2 separate regions of the Solanum lycopersicum genome follow, and region 1 is linked to region 2. The links are chromatin contacts, called in public promoter capture Hi-C maps. All regions are on one chromosome and are shown on one strand. The core of a region is the stretch at or near the end of the contact, and the rest is flanking DNA. Distances in the headings are between cores, read along the strand shown. Region 1 holds the start of NXD1 (Protein NEOXANTHIN-DEFICIENT 1). Region 2 holds the start of LOC109119089.

Region 1 (7,383 bases), core at 2,184-4,683, 180 kb after region 2:
CCACCCCCTTCCACCCTGCCACCAACCTACCTCTAAAAAAAAATTATTTCCCAAAAATAGAATTAAGAAAATATATTTTTCAAAAAAAAAAAAATTACCCCCACTCCACCCCCACAACCTTCCACTACCCTAAAAATATTTTTCTCCCAAAAACAAAAGAAAAATCTATTTTTCAAAAAAGAAAAACTACCCCTCCCCTAGGCACCCCCCACCCCACCGGCCCCCGTCCTCACCTTCCATCAATCGACCCCTAAATTTTTTCTATTTTCCAAAAACAAAAAGAAAATGTTTCATTTCTCTTATATGGGCTGAATATGAATTTTTATGTTAACCCATTTTATTCATATTTATATGAGCTTAAATAGGTTGAAGACCATATTAACCCATTTAAGAAAAGGAAAGAAATTATGAATGGTCCATTTAATTTATATAGACAAAATAATTTTATTGAACTTATATGGGCTGAAATTGTCACCCTTAGATACATTTTTCTTATGTACATTGAGATGATTTGTTTTGCATTTTGGTGACTATCTTGGGATGGGACATATGAATTTGCAATTTTGTGGTTGAAGCCTTGGTCACAGTTACCATGGTTCATGTATCTTCACCCTGTATTTTGCTACTCTTTGTTCCAATCTTGATTTTCTTGACATCACCGCTAAGATTCTTGATTGAAATCTTGATAATTTGAATGAAAATTCTCTGATTGATAATTGTTCACATAATGAGTTCCATAATATATAAGTATAGAAAGCTTCCTCGTTCCTTTATCCTTGATCATTTACAAGTATATAATGATTTGTCTCGATTGTTATGAGTACGTCAATAGTGAAAGAAATTGTTACAAAAAATTTTAGGTTGTAACTTAAAATTGTTAGATTAGGCTAATCTTAGATGAAATCTGAAAGATGTGAGGTTTTAGACAATTCGGAAATGATTTGGGCAATATGTCTAGGTTTGAATTATATTTTCTAGTAGCTGAGACATTAAGAAACCGATAGGGCCTTTTATAATCGAATTCGGGTGAGTAAAACTCCCGAAATCGAACTTGGCATGAAAGGGTTAGTGTAGAACATCAAAGATCAAATGTATATCTCAAAATGGAGGCTTTTGGGGAGGTTTAGGAGTCTCTCAATCTGTGCTAGTCACTATGGCGACTGGCACACCGCTATAGCAGGACGTCTGTGCATCCGCTATAGCGGTTGTGCTGTATTATGTCGTGATTATTGGTATATGTGTTGTCCTGTATAACTAATCTGTGGAAACTTATTTTTTCTTTCATGTTTAGATTTATATTCGTATGATTTTACTAGTACATAGTTATTGTGCACTGATATTGCACTTGCTTTGTCATATTTAGGCAGTTGATACAAGACCTCAATTGAGAGATGTTTGACCTTCAAATCCAAGGGTAAGCTGCTCTTTTAGACGACCATGGATTCTTCTATACTTTTCCCCCCTCTTTTTGGGCAACCAATTTTTTAGACCGTTAGGTTAATGTTTTCTAGTTTCGAGGTCGCATCCCACTCTTTACTATTTAGAATTCTAGTAATGACTTTCAAATCCCTAGAGGTTGAATTCGGCAATCATTAGGATGATTTTTGAAGTTTATGGGAACTCAATTTTTATTTGCTTTCAAGTGTTTCCTTAGTACTTATACTATAGTAAATTGCTCTATTTAAGGGTTGTTGGGTTAGGAAAATAGTTTTCCTAGTGGAAGGTTAGTGTTGGTGTTACTTATGACGGATCAGGATCATGACAAGTCCAAAGTTCACCTTTAACTATTTGGGCAAAATCATAATCTATATCATCAACTATGCCATCTTTTATTATCCTCTTAAATTATTTTATAACGAAATAAATACACATACATGATAATGTGGCATAAAGAGTGAGCACACTCTCTTGAAGGCAAGTGAATTACGAAAAAATTAGTGTCTCTTTTTCAATTTACAATTAGTTAGTACACATAATTATTGACATTAAAAACTTGTATATATTTAATTATTTTCATTTCTTTCTAGGTAAAATATTCATTTTTAACTTCTTTTTCTCTTTCATTAATTTCTTATTTTTCGTATTTAATTAGTTTTAGAAAAATTACTTGTACTTTTTTAAAAGAATATACAATAATGCTTTTTTTTAAAAAAATGTGTCCTTTTAATTTTAATGTTTAATTTTTTTTGTGTGTTATTTGATTTTATTCATGTATATTAATATTCTTATAAAACTAACTTATTTTAAGTACAATACATTTGAAATCAAAACTAAAGAAAAGACGAAGAAAATAAAATAAACAAATAAGTCAATAGATTAAAAAGAGGGAAAAAATGAAAAGAAAAGAAAAACTTTAATTCAAGATAAATAAAATAAAAAGTATTTTTAAAAAATTAAAATATTACACATGTGATAGTGCATGATATACAAACGCAACCAACTTACTTGATTGAAAGTGTCATATCAGCACAAAAAGTGTATTATAATACGAAAAAATGGAGTTTGAGGTGTGAGTGGGAAGGAGGGGGGGGGGAGGGGTAATATGACTGTAATTATATTAAAGTATGCTGCTATATATTCAGGCCAGGCCATTGTTGAATGAGGTACTTATGTCTCATCCCTTTCTTTTTGGCCTCTGCTTTAAATTTTTTCATAACTTGATACACTATTAATTACCTTAGCGTGTCAAGCCCTGTTGGTTTAACATAACATATAACTTTATCATAAGTATGACCCATCAATGAATCTACTACATCATTTTTTGCCACAGACTTGTTGTCCGCATCTAGTAATTTGTAGAAGCTTTCTAGCAATATTTCATTTGGTAGCTTGTAATTCGGACGTTAATCTATTTTCTTTGTAAATCTGAGTCGAACCTCCTATAATGCTTCATCCGCCAATTATATGAAGTTAATTATATCATTTCTAAGATGAATATGTCAGCTCGTAGGAAACACTCAAGACGAAAATATTATGAACATTTTAATCAAATCAAATAGTAGAAAAAGATTTATCTATAATAAGATGTTATGAATAGTAAAAAAAACTCAATTTATTACGAAATGTTATGAGTAGTAAAAAAAGTTCAACTTGCTATAACATGTTTTACTTAAAAGATGATAGAAATTTGAGAATTTTACTATTTATTTAATTAATTATTTTTTTATTTTAATTTAATATAAAAATAAAATAATAATTTAACTTTATATTTGTAGCTTTTCACTTTTCGTATAATACTTCCTCCATTTCATATTTTACGACACCCTTTCTTTTTAGCACATCTCAATAGTATGTCACCTAATTATTATACTTTAATTTTACACAAATATCTTTAAGAATTTATTTAGATCATAACTTTTTAAAAAATTAAAAGGAGGGAGTATAATGTGTGTATATATATAGTATATAGTACTTGCTAATAGATACTACTTTCATATTTTTGGGCCCAACATTGGTGGCCAAGAAAAAGGATTCACCTGCCTTACCTCATCTTCTTCTTAATAACTTCAAGTATTAGAGCTCTTCTTTTTCTTTGCTTTCTTCATCCTAATTGCAAAGGGGCATATGCTATTATATAATTGGTATTTTGGAGTTCATGGAAGTGAAAGACACAAATTGTACTTCATTGGGTTATGGAAAACCTCCATGGATTTTTAAAGGCAGGCAAGTGGTGTATCCATTTATCTTTACAATTGATCTAAGTCTTGTGGATTTTAATCAGCCAATAATTTTAATGTTGCAGTGCTTTATACCAACTTCATCTTGTCAAAGCAGAGAACGCTAGAGCTTTCATTCCTAAAGAGTGCAAACTAGTTGAGGCATTTGGGTATGCATTTGTAGGTTTTGTTTGGAAACACAATTAGTGTTTTAATTTGTACTAGTTTACTTGCAGATATACTCTTGGTGGGTTTTTTCTTGCTAGCTATGATGATAGTCCTGCTGGAATTTTCGATGAGGTTTCGTGTTGTGTATTATAGTTTTGTTTAGTAGACCAAGTGATTTGTTTGGTATTATTTTAAGTTGAATTATTTCATTCTATATTGTAAGGCTGCCTGCTTTAATTTGTACAGGATTGTGATAGATTTGATTAAAGAATTCTGTTTTTTACTTTAGTTAAGTATTATTCTAATGCAAGTTGTTCAGCTTGTGGTGATTGCAGGATTAGTGTGGAATCCACCTACGTCTTGTGCGTAAGTATTTTTACTCTTCCTTTGCTTAGTACTAGTTATATACATTATGAAATAATTTTGGAATTTCTACTTGTTGTGAAAACGGAATATGGCCCCAACAAAATCAACCTGGACTCGTCGTTTAGATTCAGTATGACTTTCTTTAATTATTTGGGGTTCCTTTTATTGCTTGTTTTGCTCGTCCTGAAATTTAAGATCCTTCTCGGGTGTGTTTGGTATGAAGGAAATGTTTTCTTTGAAAACAAGTGGTTTTCTTACTTATTTTTAGTGTTTGCTAAGTAAGGCGAATATATGTTATCTAGCAAAATATTATGGAGGGGGGATGGAATGGGGAGTGGGGTTCGAGAGTGGCGGGGGTGGGATGGTCAAGGGGTGTGGCTGGGGGATTAGGTGGAAGGGGAGGAGAAAATAACTTGGAATGCAACTTGATTTCCTTATTTTCATATAGGAAGTCATTTTCCTCATTCTTAAGGTACCTGTTTTTCTTTGAAAAAATGTTTACCGGACAATTTGACCAACCAAACATTGGAAAATCGAAAAACATTTTTGAGAAAATGTTTTCCTCTATTCCAAACACACAGTTGTGTCTACTTTTTTTTCCTTCTCTGGTGATTTAGAAGGGGTAGTTTCATTGAAGCCCCGCATAGTAACTGGTGATACTACTAATTTAGCTGTCATGAGTAAATTATTGAACAATATGAAGTATATATTTGGGGATAATCCATGTAAACCTTATTGCCAACATTTTATTATCCTATTAAATAATTCAGTTTCCTTCTATCTCAGAAGACAAACTTGAAAATCCATACCTAGGGACAAGATATTATAAAGTATATATTTGTATCATCACCAAGCAGTGGGATGAGATGAATCTCACTACCCTTAATTAACTAGAGTTCTCGTGTTCAAGCCTTGGAAATAAAAGTACTCTTAGTAGGGAGTGCTTTCCCGCTTTCTCGACCTTATGATGTGCTAATCTAGATTAGTTGCGGCAGTTTGTTTCAGATACCAAATGGTTAAACCAAAAACTATGTGTGTATGCTAACAAATATATTTTTGTCAATAATAGATGGGCTGCCAGGGTGCTGGTGGGCAGTGATGAGGCATGCCTTCATGGACGGAAGGTAGGTAGAGATCACTTTCTGATATACATCTGTACTCCCAACCTCAGTGTTAATTAGAATGGCTTCTTTAATCATTTGATTGAAAGAGTAATTTTCCAGCATGAGGGCGTGAAAACCGATAAAGATAGGCACCACTACACGTTCTTACTAGGAATCTAGTTTGCATAACTAATTAAATTTTTGTATATTGCATTATTTTGACATAATCTTAATAATATCTCTTGCGTAACAGGTTGTAGGTCTTCCAAGCCAAGTTGCCAGATTTTCGAAGGTACGTCTGAGTTGGTAAATTGGATCTTCTGTTGTTGAACATTTGAGTTGTAATTTTGTATATCAAGTATCATGCAGTTCAACTCTCCTGGTCAAGCTTTCGCAAAATGCTTTCAAATTACCGTTCTCTTCTTAAATAAACTCTTTTCTGTCATGTTGGCTATGAATTTCCTTTTTCCACATGCTATGTGCATGGCTTTTACTATGCCCTTTCTAAAGGTATACTGAAGGTAACTGAAAATGTAGTTCTAGCCAATATTTATCCAATTACTCGGCTGATGTTTTAAGAAAAGAAGTGTTATATTCTGAGCTACAACTCACTTTGTTGACCTGCATGCAGAAAATTACAGCACTTCCACAGAAACCGGAAAGTAAATCAAGCAGTTTCCTAAGAAGGATTGGCTTGAGGACATCTTCTAACTATAAGAATCACATGGACGTAGAAGTGACTGAAATAAAGAAACAGACAGCAATGAGTATCTGCAACATCAATGTTAATGCCACTGGTAAATAAGATTACACTGCATTATTTCTTGGTAGATTAAATTCATAATATAATTGTTGTTGTTCTGCGACTTCCGTTGTAGCAATAGTTGTGGAGTGTGATTCAGGACATGGTCTAACTAGCCAACTAGGTAGTTCCTTTACTCAATAGAATAAACAATCAGTTCCCCCGTTCTGCATATCCTAACCAAGGGAGGGAGTTTTTGCAAAATCTTGCAGTTTGAGTGTTTGACCATTAGCAGGTTATTTGGAAACTTCATCCCAAATATCATACTTGTTTTTTAAATGTTAATGGGAATTGGCAGCTTCTCAGCAGGATTCTAAGGGATGGATGGGTCCACTTATCAAAATGTCACTACCAAACTTCAGGTAATTGTTTCTATCTTGGTCCTTAGGGTGTTAACCCGTGAAGTGAATTTGCACTTGTAACTAGCAGTCTGCTTTAAATTTCAGTGGACGGACGAAGTACAATTCTGATCTCCTCAAGTACTCTTGCCAGATTGAGTGCAGGTCTGTGCTGCTTAGCCTGATCTATTCATTGTGCTATAAGTCTCTCTGCTAATATTCTGTAGCTCACTTAGCAAGTGGAACTGAAACATCTTCTTGGCCCCTAATTGGCATTAGAACTCGCTGTTAGGGCTAGTGATTTGTGCTTTTTCACTTTGCATATGTAGGGTAAGAGCAGTGCAACCAGCAAAAGTTTCGGGACCATCTGAGTCAGATGCAGACAAGGAAAATTCATCTGAAGATCAGAGCTCAAATGTGGAATCAGTTAGCAGAGTGCCCAGAGGGACCAAGAGAAATTTCAGCATATCTGTGATGCTGTCGAAGCCCATTTTGGCTTTAGAATTCAATCATCTGAAAATGAGAGTTGAAGCTCCTACTACAGTTACCGCATGTTCCCATGACACTACTTGACTAGTCATTTTTTTCTTTTACATGCGCCTTCATAAGATTGTTGGTCTTCTAATATATGTATGTTCATTTATAAAATAAATTACTTTTGTTCATTCAATTGTTGTCACTATCAGAAAACTTGGTCATTTGCACCTTGTACAATGACATACAGAGGCTTATTTTGATCAGTGATCTTGTTGTTGCACTCTATTTGCTATACAAGATAATAAAGCAGAATTGTCTTAAAGCATTAATGATAGAACTTAATATAGTAAATATATGGAAAGTCTCAGAGCCAGTTGCTTTACACATTCAAAAATAGCCTAATTGAAATATACAATCATGTTCACAACCAATGGAGAGTTAAAGGTTTAACTTATAGCTACATCTCATAGCAG
Region 2 (7,545 bases), core at 2,839-5,338:
CCTATCTTTTGGTGTTTCCTTTAGAAACAAGTGATAACTAAACTTAGTAATTAGTTGGTCCTCAAACGGTGCCTCACACACTCTTTAGTGAAAAGGTCCAAAATCTTGAACTTCACAGGGTATTGTACAAGCTTTTAGAAACTAAAGAAATGTTACAATATATAGCATTTTAGAATTCCATCCTAGGAGACATTTGCACGCCTTATATTTATTTGGTTGTAACTCTTTAAAGCCATTTGGATGAGTCAAATATTCTTCTAGTCTTAATTTAGCTGCACAACATATTTTAAAACTAACTTTAATATGCAAGGGAAAAAGGTCTTAACATTCTTCATTGGGAGCTTCTTCTATATTTTCCCCAAATTCAAAATCAGAATGCATCCCAAAAGCATCATCAACCATATCTAACATTCTAGCACCTTGGACATAATTATGCTCTTTAGATCTACTACTTTCACCGACAACAAAATTATTAAACATAGTGTCACTTTCAACCTCACCATGACTAGTCCAAACTGTATACCTTGGTTTGAAACCATTCATCAAGATGCATAGCAACATTCTCTGTAGTATGATATCTCAAATTTCACAAACACCTAATCAATCTTGAAGTTAAAATATCATCAAGTGTCTTTGCATGATATATAAAACTAGTGACCTTCTGCAAATTCTGGAATCATACCCGTTCGACCAGGATTATTTTTATCATACATCCAACTACAATCGGGTTCCATTTACACAAACCATAATGATAATTTAGTTCCAATAACTAAACAACATTAACTCTAACTAGTTTTGAATTATTTTCGCCAACTAAACCAAATTATTTCAAATAATGAGTAAAACTAGCTAGGGGTTAATTAAACTTTATTTGAACTTATTTCAACAACTAAACAACATTAACTCTAACTAGTTTGAATTGATTCCAACTAAACCCACCAACTAAACCACATTATTTATTTGAACTTATTCAACAACTAAACAATATTAACTCTAACTAGTTTTGAATTAAATCCACCAATTAAACTACACTATTTATTTGAACTTATTTCAGCAACTAAACAACTTTAACTCTAACTAGTTTTAAATTAATTTCAACAACTAAATTCACCAACTAAATCACATTACTTATTTGAATTTATTTTAAACAACTACACAATATTAACTAATACTAGTTTTGAATTAATTCCACCAACTAAATGCACCAACTAAACTATATTATTTATTTGAACTTATTTAAACAAGTAAACAACTTTAACTCTAACTAGTCTTGACTTAATTTCAACAACTAAACCACATTATTTATTTGAACTTGTTTTAACAACAAAACAATATTTACTCAACTTTGGAATTAATTCCACCAACTAAACCACATTATTTTTTAACTTATTTAAACAACTAAACAACTTTAATTCTAACTAATTTAATTCCAAAAACAAAATTCATCAACTAAACCACATTATTTGTTTGAACTTATTTCAACAACTAAACAATTTTTTAACTCTTAACAAATTTTGACTTAATTCCAACAACTGAATCCACCAACTAAACCACAATATTTTAAAGAGAAAATGGTTTTAAGCCTCCCCAACCTATACCGAAATCCCAACTACACACTCCAACTTTATGAGTGTTCTATCACCCCCTAACATTTTATTTCTCTATTTAGTGCACACCTGAGTGTTGACCAGTACACATAAACCCAATATATTGACTAACGTGATTTACATGCATGGACCCCACTATTACCTTTTCTTTTTCCTTGTAAAGATCGAATGACCTCACCCCTTACCCCAAATTCTTTCTTTTCGCTTTCTCCCTTTTAATCTCCCACACCAAAGTGTTATTACAACATCTAAATAGCATTTTGGTGATGATCCAAGAATTCTCGTGTGTATTTTCTTTGTCCCTTATAAAGAGAATCAAGAATACAAGGGAAAAAATATACTCATAGCAAGGGTAAGACAAAAATCTTTTTTCCGAATTTAATCTCGATCAAAAAGTTTACAAATTCAACAAAATTTCAGCTTTACATCTCACTACAGCACCTGAGCGCATTAGGTCTGATTCATCGATACAAAGCTTATTCAAGTTTTCATTTGTCATTTTCAACAAATTTAGAGGAACTTCAAAATTCAAACTAGAGAACCTAAATAAGAAATTCGAGCATACTACTTCAAGATTTAAAGTAGAAGTGAACATAAACAACTAAAAGCTAGTCATTCTTGAAAGAAAATCGTCAACATATTGAAGAATGAACAAGGATTAATGGTGGGGAAAAGGCACAAAAGTTAATTTAATTTGGGGAAGATGACCATTACCAATTTATTGTCTCTTCTGACGTGAACTGGTTTATTTCTTCTTCTAACACGCCTAGAGAAGGTGTTCTCACCTCCTATAACATGTCAACACTCAGGTGTGCACTAAATAGAGAAATAAAATGCTAGAGGATAGGACACCCATGAAGTTGGAGTGTGTAGTTGAAATTTCAAGTATAGGTTGGAGGGATTTAGACCATTTTCTCTATTTTGAATAACGAGTCAAACTAGCTAGAGGTTAACTAAACTTAATTGAACTTATTTCAACAACTAAACATCATTAAATCTAACTAGTAATTTGAATTAATTCCAACAATTAATCCACCAACTAATAGGTTCAACTAGTGTTGGTACTTATGCTTGATAAACACATTATTCCTAGATTTAAAGCTAAGTGTCAACACTAGATGGACACAAATTGATCTATAAAAAAAAACTCAATTTTGTCATCAATAGGATCAACTAGAATTAGTACTTATGCTTAACAAACACATTATTCCTAAATAAAAGCTTAGTATCAACACTAGATGGACACAAATCGATATTGCAAGAAAATCAATTTTGACGTCAATAGGATCAACTATGTTGGAACTTATACATAACAAACACATTATTCTTAAATTAAAGCTTAGTATCAACACTAAATAACACAAATCGATATTGCAAGAAAATCAATTTTGTCATCAATAGGATCAACTAGTGTTTGTACTTATGCTTAACAAATATATTATTTCAAAATTTAAAGCTAAGTATCAACACTAGATATGCACAATTCAATTTTGCAAGAAAATCAATTTTGTCATCAATAGGATCAGCTAGTGTTGGTACTTATGTTAAACAAACACATTATCACCTAATTTAAAGCTAAGTGTCAACACTCGATGAATACAAACAAATAATTACAAAATTAAAGTTAAGTATTAATACTAGATGGACACAAACACATTATAAGAAACAATTGTACTTGAACTTTAGAACTTTAGAAACACCAAACCTTATATCCTACTTTGATGAAAGAAGCAGTACAGTCCTGTATCAACTTTTTAAAACGTTGAGCTTCCTCAGTAGCCTAGCACGAAAAGAAACAATTTAAAATTTCTTCGGTGGTCATTATAAAGAGATTTCTATCATTATAACATAATGACATTCAAGAAATGGCTCAGACAATTTTAGGATCAGTAAATACCTAAAATTGATCAAACTAAATGGTTCTATACTATTTCTGCAAATTCTCCAATCTTTTGGAAAAGGAAATATAGTAAACAACTTTCTTTAAATCTGTGTAGTTATACTTGCTAAATTTGGTAATCCTAGTTCACTTAAACCTCAAAAGAAATGATCACTTCGCTGATTAAAGAAAATGATATCTTCGCTGATTAAAGAAAATGATCTCTTCACTGATTAAAAAGTAAAATTTAATTTAAGTTGAGTTCAATTTTATCAAATATATTTAACTTGGATTTTGTAGTAATTATCATTTAAGTTAACAAAGTTAAGTCTTTTATCATTTACCTTATAATTCTCATTTTTGTGAATTATTGTAAAAAAAAATATATTATCTCTTCCATTTGTTAAACTCTTACAAGTTATCTACCCTATAGAACAAATATGTGTGTTAAATAAACACTAAAATGAATTTTCGAAAATTTGAAACATACCCAATATTGCTGTTGCAGCCCTCTGCTGCTGCTGGTGCGGCACTGCGACCTCCTACTGCTGCTGCTGGGTTAGGCGCCGATCTGGGATAGGTGGGGTGGGCGCTGGTCGGGGATGGGTGGGCGTAAGAGATCGATGGGAGAGCTTTGGAGAAGAGGTGTGACTTAAAAGGCCTTTTTTTTTTTTTTTTAAGAGAAAAGAGAGACTAATTCTTCCCAAACTAATTGTTATTCCCTCAATCCAAATTGTTTGTCATATTACATTTATTAAAAATCAAATTGACTAATTTTCAAAGATAAGGTAGATTACATTAATTTGATATTTTAAATAAAAAATCAGATATTCTAAAATTATATAGAAAATACTATAAATTATAATTTTTTACATATTTATATGATGAAAAAATACATTATAAAACATGAATCAAAGTTTTTATAATTTAACTCTAAAAATAGAAACTATGACAAACAATATCGAACGGAGTTTTATGTATTACCAAAAAATGGATATTTAAATAATTAAAATTAATTCATGCAATAGATTTTATAATAAATTATTATTTTATTTTAAATAATTTCGAAGCCGTTTTTGAAATTAAATGAAAAAAAAAAGAAGGAAAAACTTGTTCTGAAAATATGTTGTTTTAACGTCTGTCTTTTTATTTTTTTTAAAGATAATTTTAATTAAATTTCACAATCTTCTTATTTATAGCAAAACAAATACTACTAAAAATAATAACAATAATAATCTATATATAATAGTAATATATTTTATAATAAATTCTGATAAATTGCACATTAACAAATATTATTAATATGTTTTTTTCCAATGCACATTGACGCTCCCTTTTAGTTATAATAATAACAATAATAATAACAACAATAGTAAAATTATTATTATTATTATTATTATTATTATTATTATTATTATTATTATTATTATTACATTTATATTTTTCACTTTTTTAAATATTATTAAAATTCATACCATTTTTACGGATAATGGTAAAGAAACTTGCAAACAGTAATTTTTTTTTATAGTTTTTACTTTCAGCAAATAATGTATCACAATATTTTTTGAACTATACTATATATTTTTAAAAGGAGTGGAGGAATACACATATATACAGATTCATTTTTAAAAGTCAAGCAACAAATCAAAAGTTCACTCCTCCGGTGGGACATCCATTATGATTTGTGCGAATATATGTTGTTTTTCTCTTTTGGTGGAAATTGCATTATATTTGGGGGAATTGAAATTCAATACAATACTTAAAAAGTTAATACCACTTTGATAATATATGTGTTTATTTTACAAATGTACACGCCTTCTGACAAAATATTCTTACTAAACATAAACTCTTCAATAATAAGCAATGGAATTCTAAAATCGGAGTTATATCACGACTGATTTGCAATTTTTTTAAAATCTTATTATGTGAACACTATTTTTTCAATGATTATAATTTTTGTTAAACATCAAATATTTTTCAGTGATAAATTCAAATATGTAGTAACAATCTTTTGTTGCAATTGATAAATAGAAATAATATATTTAGAAATGGTTAACACTAAAATAATATATTTAGAAATGGTTACAAAAAATAATACAAAACAAAATAAAAAATAACTAACTCCATATTACAATTCCCTTTTTTACTTTGTTTTTGAAAATGATAGTTAACCAAATCAATATTCAGACAGTTTTTGAAATTTTAGTTATTAATTTAAAATTTAAATTTTAAAAGATCAATAATTAATTTTATCCCTAGAAAATAGCTAACTATTTAGGACACATAATTCAATTAACAAAAATCATTCTTTAGCTTTATCACTTACACCTTCTTAAAACCCTACTAATTTAGAATTATTGACCATCACAATTTAAATAAACATTTTTAAAACCTCTTATTACCTTTTCATTTTCAAAAATCTTTAAGAGGATAATCAAATTTCTATATAATTTATGAGAATATAAATTAAAATCTTGAATTTATGATCAATTATATTTTATCTTTATATAAGAAGTGTTAAATTCTATTCTGAACAATATCACAATTTTAAGTTATTTAGCAAATTTAAGACCATTCACAATATTATATAATAACATTAATTTAAGTTAAAATTGGAGTGAGTTGGAAACCTAAATAAGCCACAAAAGTGTAAAAATAATCAAAATAAGTCACTATTTAGTTAGTAACTTAAACAAGTTTAGTGAAAAAAAAATTCCACTTTATCTAATTTTCTAAACGTTTTTCGTTAGTATCATAACGTGTATTTTTAATGTACAACGGAACTTTTTCTTACACTTTATAAAGTGTAAGTAAAAATTACACTTTATAAAGTGGAGTTTTTTCTTTCACTTTGTAAAGTGGAGTTTTTTCTTCCATTTTATAAAGTAGAGCTTTTTCTTCCACTTTATAAAGTAGAACTTTTTATTACACTTTATATGAGGAATATTTTTCACGTTTTGAAAAAGCTTTTTCAATGTTGTCATACAATTATGTTGATTTGACATGTCATAAAACGGAAAAAAATATTACACTATGTATTTTTATTTTTTTTATTTTGAAAAAACTTTCAATCTTTATTTAAGGTCGTTTAAAATGATTGATATCACCTACAACATAAAATCTTCTATATTTATTCATTCAATCTCAAAAAAGAAAATCTTCTACGCCTAAAGTTAATGTTTCAATTTATTAGGATGGCGAAATTATACATGACGGAAATACCATTTATTATAATTGTCCTCCCAAACACAATGCTAAATTTCCAATTAATGTTCGATATCATAAATTCATTTCATCGATTTATAAAAGAATGGGTATAAACAGTACTGATTATAATTTGATTATAGTCGGAAAATACCCTACTTCATTTTTATCACAAGGACAAGTTAATTTTGGAGAGTGGATTATCTATAATGACGAATCGTTGACCGACTTTTTGAGGGTTCCAAATGACTACATAGATCAAATCAAATTAACAATACTTGAAATCTATATTAGGAAGGAGCCTAAGATTAGTCAACAACGTTCTCATTTATCAATCGATGTCAATCCCCAATTAGAAAATCGTAATAGCGTTGAAGAATTTCTAATAACTCAATCTGCTGATTTTCCTAACATGACTCATTATCAAAATATTCTTACCGACCGATGATGATTTTGATTTAAATGAAACTATCAATGAAAGTGATCGGTAGTGCTCAATAATTATATTTCAATCATTATTTGTTGATTTTGTCAATTATTTATTAGTTTATATGATTTATTTTTCTTATTATAATATATTCTGTAGCGGTTTACCTCAACAAGATAGAAATATTGCTTTAAGTTATGGATTAGATAATTATTTTGGTCAGTCATCACACTTTGAAATGACAAAAAATGTTGGGACATCCTCAAATTTTCATGTATCGCCTACTTTTGGTGCAGATGATTTTCAGTATTTCCAACGCTTGATTTTTTCTTTATTTAAGTAAGTTAATTGCATGAGCGAAATATTTATACTTTTTTACATATATAGGGAAAATATTACACAAGATGAACCCATTGATCTTGTGAATA

What was found. Promoter capture Hi-C pulls out the DNA fragments that hold promoters and counts their contacts.
Region 1: a promoter capture Hi-C map of leaf shows a contact between it and region 2, with 6 times the contacts expected there. The contact joins the promoter of NXD1 here to the promoter of LOC109119089 in region 2. A contact is called at or near these places in 1 of 1 promoter capture datasets (leaf), 3 of 8 Hi-C or Micro-C datasets (all in leaf) and 1 of 1 datasets of contacts at active chromatin or transcription factors (leaf).

What each region holds. Positions count from the first base shown.
Region 1 is chr12:57,457,519-57,464,901 of SLM_r2.1, forward strand. NXD1 (Protein NEOXANTHIN-DEFICIENT 1) reads left to right here and starts at 3,434. Exons shown (of 10, transcript NM_001329094.1): 1 at 3,434-3,663; 2 at 3,743-3,826; 3 at 3,893-3,956; 4 at 4,144-4,190; 5 at 5,260-5,314; 6 at 5,547-5,585; 7 at 5,925-6,090; 8 at 6,394-6,457; 9 at 6,542-6,598; 10 at 6,763-7,189. The coding sequence starts at 3,596. The coding sequence ends at 7,006. It overlaps LOC101263499 (non-structural maintenance of chromosomes element 4 homolog A-like), which reads right to left. Exons shown (of 7, transcript XM_004252417.5): 7 at 7,228-7,383. The coding sequence ends at 7,375.
Region 2 is chr12:57,278,315-57,285,859 of SLM_r2.1, forward strand. LOC109119089 reads left to right here and starts at 4,089. Exons shown (of 4, transcript XM_019211408.1): 1 at 4,089-4,131. The coding sequence starts at 4,089. LOC101247700 (geranylgeranyl transferase type-2 subunit beta 1) reads right to left here and starts at 4,216. Exons shown (of 11, transcript XM_010315926.4): 1 at 3,977-4,216; 2 at 3,313-3,387.